Regions from separate parts of the Mus musculus genome. Here region 2 is linked to region 1. The links are chromatin contacts, called in public HiCAR-type maps. All regions are on one chromosome and are shown on one strand. Each heading gives the region's core, a stretch centred on a gene start, on an enhancer-like site or on the middle of the called end of the contact. The rest is flanking DNA. Distances are from core to core; before and after follow the strand shown.

Evidence for each region. HiCAR-type assays count read pairs that join an accessible place to other places.
Region 2: a HiCAR-type map of astrocytes shows a contact between it and region 1, with 8 times the contacts expected there. The contact joins two enhancer-like sites. A contact is called at or near these places in 3 of 39 promoter capture datasets (embryonic stem cells, frontonasal cranial neural crest and hippocampal neurons) and 2 of 115 datasets of contacts at active chromatin or transcription factors (astrocytes and embryonic forebrain).

What each region holds. Positions count from the first base shown.
Region 1 is chr4:22,474,316-22,480,269 of GRCm38.p6, forward strand. No RefSeq gene overlaps it. Among named protein-coding and RNA genes, the nearest start is that of Pou3f2, 11 kb to the right of the region's middle. Within about 2 kb of position 2,831, at least 46 of the 459 cell types and tissues checked have an H3K27ac peak or open chromatin away from gene starts, as enhancers often do. A contact at or near this core is called in astrocytes, where this site is marked.
Region 2 is chr4:24,789,551-24,795,504 of GRCm38.p6, forward strand. It overlaps Klhl32 (kelch-like 32), which reads right to left. Exons shown (of 11, transcript NM_001163020.2): 3 at 3,067-3,247. Among named protein-coding and RNA genes, the nearest start is that of Gm31379, 59 kb to the right of the region's middle. Within about 2 kb of position 3,076, at least 23 of the 459 cell types and tissues checked have an H3K27ac peak or open chromatin away from gene starts, as enhancers often do. A contact at or near this core is called in astrocytes, where this site is marked.

The sequences.
Region 1 (5,954 bases), core at 1,581-4,080:
CAGTGGGCCTTGCCTACCTATTTCCTGGCTAGTCTGGCTTCTGTCACACTTACAACTCATAACCACCACCCTGTACACTATGCCAGCTCTTTTTTTCCCCCAAAGTGTTATTTTCATTGAATCTTCCCTCTGCTATGACTCCTAATTGCCTTTTAAATCTAATTAAAACTTCCTTAAGCCCTCTAGCAGTTGACTCTAGGCACTCTCCCCAGCAGCCTTAAAGTGCAATTCCTGGTTTGTGAGAACCGTACTCACTCTCTCCTTCCGCTTTCCTGCCTCACAGTGGGCCGGCTGCCTCCTATCCTAGCCACACCTATAAAGTGTGGTCCTTATCCTGTTTCATTTGTTTCCTTGTGTAAACCATGCTTAGAGTCACCCCCCCCTTCTGTCTTTGATTATTTCAACTAAGAGTCCCAAACTGTCCTTTAGGTCATGCATGATGGGGTGTGTGCCTACATCACCCATGCCTTGATGGAGCACTCTTGTTAGTTAAGAGGCTCTAACACAATTGCAGGTATGTCCTGCTCTCCTTAGGACTGATGATCTGATCTTTCCCCTACAAATTCAACCTATGTCTAGTGAGCAGGCTTTAGGTCATGTTGGCTCTAAATACTTCAAAAACTCCCGATTCCTGCCTACCATCCTCCGTCCACTGAAGATGGGTTGCTATTGAGGCCTTAGACGTCACAGCCACCCTTCTCTCCTCTGACCCCTTATTTAGTGACCTAGAACCGAGGAACACTGGCTAGGATGCAAGCTGGGGTTCTTGTGTTTTGGGAGCTGATAGGACACCGAGCTCTTCCTGCCAGGGCTGCTTCTGGGTCTCGTCCAAGTGGTTTGGTCATCACCAAGAGCGCTGGATGATGCTGACACGGAGTTCCATCTGTTCCCCCCGGGGATGGGAGTTAGAGTGGACAGGTCCCCTGATCTAGGCTTTCCACATAAGGAGAGAAGAGTCTATCTGGCTCAGCACACCTACCACAAGCATGTGGAGGATTCAGGACCCACTGGCTAAACCTCTAACAGGAGAAAAGCCTTCATTCACTTTTGCCCTAGAATGCTGGCATAGAAGCTTGTGCAGATCCCTCTTGGCCACCCACAACCATTCCAGGGACCAACAAAAGGCCTTGCTCAAGACTTTTCTCAGCCACTTGCAACCAGCACAAAAACCTTCTGGCTCCTGGGACTGTGCTGCCAGGAGGGAAGAACTGTCTCAGACCACCGTCTCTCTTTCCCAGTGGCAGCAGGGACTTCTCCCCTTTGCTCCATACAGGGGTCCCTGGGGAGCAGGGCCTGGTTCCTGAGTAGAACAGTACCTCCCAAGGCTCCCCGTTTAGAACACAGTAGGCTGAGGGCTCCTGTGTGATCCAAACCCAGAGAGCAGAGTGTGACCCATCAGCAGTGTCCACAGTGTTTAAGCTGTTGTTGCGGTCAGTGCTGCTGCTTGCATTGGGTTGGTTTTGCGTGTATAAACCCAGAGTTCTTTTCATAACTGATTCAGGCTGCAATAAAAGATACCAGAGAAGTGTGCAGTTAAAGTTAAGTTGGCTGGCATAAAGAAATGGAATGGTTTGCAGAGTAGCAAGCTAGTTCTCCCTAGAATAATAATAGAGTAGCCACATTTGTTACAGTTACTAGAGTCCGGCGCTGGTGGTTCTAATAATGGTGTTAACCACAACCTCAAGCTTAGGCATTGTAAAAGCAAGTCTAGTGGATGGTGGTCTAAGTAGTCAGAATCAGTAGAGTGTCCCCATATATGAAAATTGAGATGGCTATCTCCACATTTCCTCCTCCTATGCCAGTAGATGCAAAGATGTGTAGCCTTATTTTTAGGTTGAAGGGATTTCTTGCTGGGCCCTCACAGCAGAGGCCTCACTAGAGTTTGAAATGACCACTTTCTATATGAGACTTCCATTTTATTTTGTGCTTCCATGTATGTTATATAAATGCTACTGGAAAATTTAAAGAAGCGCTATTATGCACAGCCTGCACATGAAGAAATGGATTTGGAAGTACCACAGGGCTTCTCAGATGTTTGTTGGCTGATAACTATGGGGAGGGGGAAGGGGTGGAGGAGGGCTGAGGTGCTGTCGCTCAAGCCTATCCAATCCAGTAACCACAAGTTTGAGCTGCCTGCAGTTCCTGTGTATGCATGTCCCCTCCTGACGTGACCTGGGGTAAAGGCAGAGTAAGTGGTGAAAACGGCACACAGTGTGGGAAACGGACTAACTTACTGGCTCCGAAGGAAGCAGACTGAGAGCTCTTTTAGGAATTTGGGAAGTGGATGTTTTCCCCCACTTCAACGGTTCTTTCACAAATGTGTCTCTGTTCAAGCGAACGCCTTAAATAAAATCACCTTTAAACTCGAAACTGAACAAGCCTTCTGTATAAAAAGATGTTCGAGGTCAAATTTTGACTTGGTTAAAATGCTACATTCGTCATTAACCGTGGCTTCCAACTTGATTCTCTGCTTTTGATTCCTACGAGAAGCTGAGAGTTCTCTGATGCACGTAATACTTGATTTTGACAGATAAGTTTGTAGGAGCAAAATATTGGGGTACATCTCTTCCTTCTCATCTTTGTTGCGGTAACTTTTAGTATAAAATGTTCTGTCCTCTCCAGTGAAACTTCAAACCTCTGCTAAGGAGCCCAGACTGGACATTTGGAAACCTTTGTATGAGTCATGCGCGTGGGGTCACCTTCATAACCTTTTCTAGGAGGAATGAGGCCAAGCATGCAGAGAGAGTGGGGAGAAGCACATTCCAGTCTGAAACTCAACTTTTGAACGGATCAGACTGTAAAATCACGAGTAGTTGCAAGTGGATGCCACTTTGGGGCGCCAAAGTTCCATTCGGCTAAAGGCTGCAATCTTGGGGTGAGAGCAGATGTACTGGGGAGGGGGTCTAGGGTGTCCTTTATTCTCCTGTTAAACTATCCTGGGAGACTTTGTTTCATAACAAGTCTGGACATGGGGGAAGAAGACTTTGTTAGAGAGGCCAAAGGAGGGTGTTGGGGGGTGGGGGGGGAGGTAAACTTACAACTGAGGAAAATCTCTTGTGAACTGACTTGGGAGCAAACGGGCCTCTTTGCTTTAGAAAGTCTCCGGTTTCTCAGAGGCCCTTGACCTCTTTTAAAGGAGGCTTATATTTGGGCAGGGTCTTCACTTCCCACTCCCACCCCACCCCCACCTAGACTAGCGACCTTGTTCATTCTGCGGTCCCCCGCGCCCCTTGATGCCTTCTCCCACGTCCGGAGGTCGCTGCTTCCAGGAAACCTGGCTCTCTCCTCCTCCTCAGGGCCACCGCGGGGTTGCGCGTCTCCTCCTGCAGCCCGCGAGGACTCTTCAGCTGGGATAAAGGGCGGCCTCCCCCGCCTGCAGGAGCCCTGGATGCTCAGCCGTCAGCTGCCGGGAGGCGCTGATTTCGTTCCCGCGCGGCCGTCGCTGCCAGGGGGGGGGGGGGGGGAGGCGGAGGGCCGCTGGTAGGGGGTGGGGGGACTGGGGCCCAAGGGCGGGCGGAGCGGGAGGCGGCAGCCTTGGCCAGCAGAAGCTGAGCTGCTGCCCGCCAGTGTTTATTACATCTCAGCCACCCTCAAAGGTTAGGAACGCGCATTTAGAGACACGATAATCCGAGTTTAAATATTAAAAGTAAAATCAGAACCAGTGGAGTATTTACCCAGAGACTGAGCAGACCTCCTTCTGCCAGGGGAGAGGACTTTGAGGAGCCGGCCGCGGGCATCAGCACTTCTTTGCCCCATTGGCACATTCAGGGCAGCAGGGACACTCTTGGGCTGCTTCCCCCGCTGTGGTGAGAGGAGAGAGCCTCAGACTCCTAGCTCTCCCAAGAAGATCGTAGCCTTGCGAGTTCGGTCCAAATCTTTTGCTTTGTCAGATTCTCCTTTTTAAGGGCTTACGGAACTAACACAAAAGGTGGCGAAAAGTGCATTGGATCAATAGCAAAGATTGTTATTTAGATAACGAATTAATCTCCCTGTTATAATACTTTTTTATAGTGAACTTTGTACCCCTTCCCTAAGAAAAAGGAATTTAAAGGGAAAAAAAGAGTCTCAAACAGGATTAAGGTTTTAATTACAACACCCTATCGAAATAGTATGTTTGATGAGCTGATCTTATCAATTTAATAGTCACGTTAAAGCTTCGGAAGTAGATGCACGGGAAATATGCTTAAGGGAGTCTTTTAAAAGTAAATCGCGCCTAAGAAACTGGAAGGCCAGCAGGTCAGAGTCGCTGCATCCAAGAAGGTTTAGGATCCGCATGCCCTACTCGGTCCGTGGGTCCGAGACCCGGGTGCGCATCTGGGATAGGGGACTGGGCCTGGCCTTGGGAGAACACTGAGCTTGAAGGAGGAAACCAACAAATAGGAGAGCTGCCTCTTCCAAGCCGAGGCCCACATCAAAGTTGGGGCCCCATAAGGGCGGTGCAGTTCACTGGGTTTGGGTCAGCCTTATATTCGAGGGGCAAATAAAGTAATTTGAGCATGCATCAATAGTTTTCCATAAAATACGAGCTAAAAGAAGTAATAGAAGTAATCACTGTCTCCTCAAATCAAGTAGAAAACATTTCAATGCACTAATTAGAGTAATTAGAATAATAAGCCTCTGCCTATATGTGGTAAGACAATGTGTACAAACAACTTTATTTAATGTATACTGGTAATCAGCGATGCGTGCCTGCTTGAATGCTTAGCGCAATAAAACTACCCTCCGTCCGCCCAAACAATCAAATACAAATTAGTTTAATGATTGTGCCTGCTGAATGTCTTAGAAATCCACAGGCAGAGGCGAGTAAATAGAAGCATCCCTGTTTGTGTACCACCCTGCCCCGGATAGCCGCAGGGCCTGGGGAGTGACCACAGGCAGACACGGCTGGATCTCCAGGATGCTCCTGAACTCGGGGCAGAGCCGTGCCCTGCTCCGGCACAGACCAGCGCTCCGCGGGAGTCCCTGCAAGTGTGGTTGGTCGCCTTCCCACTACAGTCAGGCAGTCCCCCCCACTAAAGTCCCGCAGCTTTAGGTACCCTTAGTACTCCAGCCCGCCCCGCCCCCACCCACCCCCAATGCCCGCGCGTCCCAAGCGGCCTCCCCTCCCAGAGGTGAAAGAACCCCCAACTCCCTTCTGTGAGGCTTTTGAGAGTTTCTTCTCACGTGTAAAGGCTCTCTGGAGGTTGGGAAAGGCGATGGATTGGAAGCATCCACCCAGCCTAAGAGTGAATGGGCCGGCTCAGGAGACTGAAGTCAGGCCTCCAGTCTTGGAGAGCTGCTGGAGGCTCCCCTCTGACTCGTTCGCACAGGGTACCCAGGGTTCTCCCCGCCCCCCATACAGGTTTCCTAGGAACTGACTTCGGACTTTAGGCTCACAAGTGAGTGCCGGGTTTTGGGAGAACCCTTTTCTTCCTTGCTTTAGCGCTTAGAAGACAAGGTTCCTCTCCACTGGAGGCTGACCGCTGAGGCCAGAAACTATCAAAAGTTTGTTCAGTAAGAGGAGGAGCAGCACACGTTTAGAACTTTGTTTTCCAACTTTCGGTGGTTCCCCCTTCAATGTACAACCCCCACAAAGCTAGGAATCGGCCAAATGACTTCCCAGGGAGCCGTTTGTCCAGTCTGCACGTTGTCTGACGTTGAGATCAACTTATTTTACTCTGGGCCACCATCTCTCACATTTGCTTCTCCCGAGCAGATGCCCTGGGATTTTGTCGCGTCTAAGACGCAAGGATGGCGGACAGAGAGTTGGGGGATTCACTTTTCGCTCTAAATGTCCAGTGACCTCTGTAACCCAGGCACCTCTGGCTCTGCCATAAGCTGCCAGTGGAGAGTGCCTGTGTTTTCTGACGCCTGCATTTCCCTGCCCACCCGCGACAGCCATACGCCCCCATACATCAGTACTCAAAGCAGCACCCCTAGCCTCGGGCCCTGGCAGGCTGATCTGTCATTCGTCC
Region 2 (5,954 bases), core at 1,826-4,325, 2.3 Mb after region 1:
GCAAAAGAGAAAAGTCTGCAGAGCAGAAGAGAGTCCAGAGTCCATTCTAGAAGAATAAAGTGAAAGCAAAAATACAACACACCAGAACCTGTGGGGCACAATTTAAGCAGTTCTAAAGGGGACGGATGTCTATATCTATAAGTGGTTTCATCAAAAGAGCAGAGAAATATCAGTTAATTTCTTAGTGATATACCTACCATAAGGATGTAAGAATAAGCCAAAGCCCAAATCAGTAAGCAAACAAAATATTAAAGATAAACACAGAAATTAATGACATAAAAAACTATGCAAAAAACCAACACTAGGACTGAAGAGCTGGGCCATTGGTTAGGAGCATGTATTCTGCTTGCAGAGAACTCTGACTTCAACACTGCTATCAGGCAGCTCACAGCCACCTGCAACTCAGGCTTCTTATCTCTGTCAGTAACCATAGATACATAAGCATGCCACACAGAGGCACATACATACATACATACATACACACACACATTAACAAAAATAAATCTTACTTTAAAATATCAACAAAACAAACAGCTGATTCTTTGAAAAGACAAAAAATTGAAAAATCCTTAGCCAAACTAACACAATTAAAAGATCCAAATTAATAAAATTAGAGACAACTAAGAAGGCATACCTGGTATTAGTAAAATTCAAAAGATTATTAAGGCATACTTTGAAAGTTATATTCTAATAAATTATAAAAATCTAAAATTGCAGAAATAAAGTTATAATTTAATAAAATATAGAATAAAATTATAATCTAATAAATTGTAAATTCTAAAAAAAATGTAGAAATGAGAAAATTTCTAGACACATATGGCCTACCAAATTTAAGCCAAGATGAGAGTTATACATCTTGATCTGAAGACAGCACACGTGAATGCCACACTAGATGTAGCTTAAGCATGTAAGACCTAACCCCCACAGTGACATACTTCCTCCATTAAGGCCACTCCTAGTGCCTTTCCCTATGAGCCTATGGGGGCCATTTTCTTTCAAACCACTACAACATCCCTCAGTGATAGTCTATATCTTGTAATTAATTTCTTTCATTCCCCAAATTAGTTTTGGTAAGTGGTTTATCAGAGCAATAGAACTCTAACTAGGGAAATCTTGGTGTTCATTACAGATCCACTTACATTATTAATATATATGCCAGCAACCAACATACTGCTGAGAAATCAGGAAAGCAACCCCACTCACGGTGCTTTATAAATAAATAAATAAATAAATAAATAAATAAATAAATAAATAACCAAGGACTAATCCTAACCGAGAAACTACAATGTTAAAAATGTGAGCACTTAAGAAAGAAAGCAAAGATGGAAAGATGGCAATGCTAGTGGGTTAGTAGACTTGATATCACAATATTATCAAAAGGCATCTACAGGTTCAACAGTTTCCATTAAAATGCCAATGAGTTTTTCACAGAAACAGATTACAAAGAAAGAAAGAAACTAGAAGTAGCAAGGTCTTAGAACACCTGATTTAAAGTTATACTGAAAAACTATTGTTATACTGAAAAACCAGTGCCAAAATACTATGGCACTACTACAAAAACAAACCTGCAAATCGGTGGACGAGAACAGAGGAGTCAGCTTTTTTCCTATTGTTCTGATAAAATACTCTAAGGAGAGAAACTGAAGGGAAAGAGGTTTATTTTAGCTCACAGTTCAAGGTACCCATGGTCAAGGCAGCAGGAACTGGAGGCAGCTGGCCACTGTCCAAAGGAGAGAGGTGTGCATTCCACTCTAGGGCTCGGTTTGCTGTCTCCATCTAATACAGGGTCCCCACCTAGGAAGCAGCCCTTGCCCCAATTAAGGTAGTTTTTTTTTTCCCCCACCAGCATATCCAAAGACCTATCTCCCAGGAGATTCCAGAGTCTGCCCAGTTGACAACACAGTAAGAGATGGGGGTTGGGGAGAAGGGAGCGATTAGGAGGAGTAAATGAGAATTGAGGGGAAATAACAGGAGGGAGAGACAGATGGTGAAAATAGATGATACATTTAAAAGAACTTGCTTTAGAATACATGGACAACAAGGGAGGAAGAGGACGAGGAGAGGGAGGAGGACGGGGGCAGAGGAGACAACAAAATGGCTCAACAGGTAAAGGACCTTGCTGTACAAGTTTGGCAGCCGGATTTGATCTCCAGACCCCATGTAAAGGTAGATGGAAGGAAAGAATCAACAAAGTTGTCTTCTGGCTTTCACATGAATACCTTGGTATGTGCACCCACACACATCATGCCTGCATCATATATACGCACATGCACACATGCACACATACAATAATAATGTTCTTATTCCACCTCTGTGTGGGCTGTATGTTTCTATGTCTGCATGAATATGGGCACATAATATGGGGATCTGAAGTTGAGGCCAGGAATCTTCTTCAATTTCTCTTCCACTTTACTTTCCCTTTACTCCATCTGAGCTCCACCCAGTACCCACCCACACTTGTATGGCTGCACTTTAACCACTTGGACATCTCCTCAGCCCCCAAATAATAAGTTTCTAAAATTAACAAACAAATGTCAAATGCCAGATATGCAAGTTAAGAACTGTGTTTATTATTTAGTTACTTTCTGAATCCTAAGTATTTACTCTCTAAGATTTTGTTTCCTTATATGTAAAAAATGGCAGCCTTTAATAGCACATGCATTCATTTGTACAAGGTGTTTGCATGATAATTAAATGAAATATAAATATAAAAGACCTCATCCACCCTGGTTATATCAGCACACATCACTCACAGCTGGAAATCAAATTTCAAGTTCTAGGAAAAAAGAACCATATCTTCATATGCCATGCATGTCACTGCCACACCATTCAGTGCTTGTTAAATGTATTAGTCAGATGCAACGGTCTGCTTCTCATTGCAGCCACCCAGCCCAGTCCAGTGAATGTCCCACCAGGGTCCTGGACTCAGTTCTGTCCAGGAAGGTACACAGGTTCTCAACACTTACAAATCTGCCTTCCGCCATGTAGTTGGCTCACGGCCTAGGAAAGATCAGGCTGTCCTCTGTGCACTGACATCCTAAGACAAACACATCCACCTTCACTTACCCGGAAGTAGTCACTGCAGGCTGCTAGGACCGCCTTGTGAGCGTGGAATTTCTGTTCCTCGGCGATCAGGGTCACGTCGCAGAGAATGCCATCACTTCTTTGCTGATTCAGCGCCGCCAGGACCGTGTCATTGTGAGTTTCCGAGTGGCACAGCCTCTGGCCCGTCAGCATTTCTTGAATACTACAAAGGAGAGTAATGAAGCCCTGTTTATGCCTTTCACCGGCTCAGCTTCCTGGGGCTCTCTCACCCGTTGGGCTTTGGGGAGGCTACTTCTAGTGCCCTGTGAGTCTGACCTTCCTGTTCTCAATTTTGCCCTCTCTGTTTTTTGTTTCTTTGTTTTCCTTTACTCTAATTTGTTCCTCTGCCCTATCCTGGGACTTTTTCTCTTGGTAGCTCCCTGGGGTTTTTTATTTTGGTTTTGATTTTGCTAAGGTTTAACTTTGTGAAAGTCTACATGTGTCTGTGAACCTATGAGCCTGTTTCTGAGTTCCTATTTCTTCAGTGTGTGTGTGCAAACCTTGCTTTATGTGTTTAGGTGAGCATACATTCCCACGTGTGGCATCAAACACAGCATCAGTCAGAACTTGGGAAACCACCCACTTCACAACAAATGTCAGAAGACATTCATTTGGAATAAATGGGGCACAGTGGCATAGAGCTGCAATCTCAGCATTCAAGTAGTTGGGAAGCAGAAAATTTCAACACCAAACTTGGCTACATAGTAGAGGTCAACCTGAGCTACACGAGACCTATCTCTGTGGTGGGCAAGGTGTCCTTGTAAATGAAAAAGACTATTAAAAGTTAAAAGTCAAATATCCATTTCCAATGTCTAAGTAACCACTGTACTGGATATATGAGTAGACTATTTTTCTTTTTGCTTTGTGAGATTGCTAAACTCCTATGATGAAGCTTTACCACTTCATTTTCTTCCCCCATCCGAACCTATTTATCCTGTGTCCTTTCAAAAGTCCTACCTGACCTTCAAAGATTTTCTAAAATGAGACAGAAATGATGCCATGAACTCACAACACAAACTGAATTTATACATGTCTATGGACAATTCTAGCTTAGATCATCAAAAATCTCTCTACATTACTCCAAAACCTTACAAGTCCTGGGCTCTGACTAGTGAGCTACGTCATTACTAAATTGCAACCAGAGGATGACAAGGGTGTCTCGCCCTGTGTCCGAACAGTGAACTCCTTTGAAATCTGAGTAAGAATATCTAAGGATGCCTGAGCATGCCCGCTCCCTACCTGACATTTCTGTGCTCTGCTCAGTGCCAGTGTGAAAAAGTGCTATTCAGAGGAGACAAAGTCTTAGCCACACTGTTGCTTTATTTGACAGGGCTCTGCCTTACTTCTGCCAACTGGCTGGTGAATTAGAGTTAAATACAAATCTCTACCTTACAATTAGCCTAATTCTTCCTGGGAAAAGCCGGTGCACTCAGCAGGCTTTATCAAACATTTCATGCTGGGAAGCACCAAAGACCAAACTATGGAAAGAAAATAACTCCAGAGAAAGTGAGGCTACAGGAAGTTCTTGTGGGAAGGTGGAAGGATTATTTTCAGCAGAGTCTGAAAGGCTCACAGCCATTGAATATTCATCTGTGGCTCCCGTGGTAGGCAGGCTTTCAAAACCAGTAACTGAAAGTCACTTTCGGAAGCATAAATAGTTCTTTATACAATTTTCTATGTAACACCTAGAATGCAGATTAATTAGTATCATTAAGGAAAAGACACAAGAATTCCTTATCAGCAAGGGGGAACGCTAGGATAGCCTGAAAAAGCTTTTCTAAAGTGATGACATTTTCATAGTTAGCAATTACATTGCTTACAGTTTTTAGCCAATTATCCTACATGATATATAATTATTAATTAACAATTTAGTCTTCCTAGTAACCCTAAAAGAAGGTACCACTGGCACCTATGTTTTACAGATAAGATTACCAAAATTCTTGATCATGAATTAAAAAAAAGAAAAAAAAAACAATGTTAAGAACAAAATGGTATAACTCTTTTTTCCTGCTTTAATAGAAAAGTTATCTGTAAGAAAGGTCTGCAAAACTTATGCCCAAGGTGACAAAAGGTTCAAAAGCTCCTGTTGAGTTTATATTTATATCATACATAAGTAGACTTGAAATCAACCCTTTTGAGTAATATATGAAAGCACATTTTGCATGCAATAATCACAAAATTATGCAATCATGCTTCAAAGCTGTTTTCTTATGTACTAGGACTAACATTTTGAAACAGAAAATGAGTTTTAGTATTATAACTTTAGAAACTATCTTTTCTCCTCTTTTATGTCACCGTAAATGAATTTTGAAATTTCATTTGTAGTAGACTAAGAGAACATTAAAATACTTGCTTTAGCTGGAGAGATGGCTCAGGGTTTAAGAGCACAGGTTGCGTTTCCAAAGGTCCTGAGTTCAATTCCCAGCAACCACATGGTGGCTCACAACCGTCCATAATGAGGTCTGATGCCCTCTTCTGGTGTGTAGGCATACATGCAGGCAGAACATTTTATACATAATAAATAAATCTTTTTAAAAAATTTAAAAATTAAAAAAACACTTGCTTTAAATTCTTTTCCTATTTCCAAATCTAGTGCATAATCCACATCACTATTAAGCCTGAGCCAGTGTTTGCACTGAGATATCTGTTGGAAGTGAGTAACTCCTGGCGGGAAAAGAGCAACTGTGAACTGCAGCTTGGCAAAGACTGAAGGGCTGCGCTCTGGAACAATAGTGATGCTCCCTGCCTTCCCAGACTTAAGAGCTCAGCTTGGAAGAGTCACCCTTAAAGAACACCATAAGCTGGTATTTAAGACAACACTTGGCAGAAGAGCCTAAATATTTTAGAACCAATATGTTATGAGTTCTTAA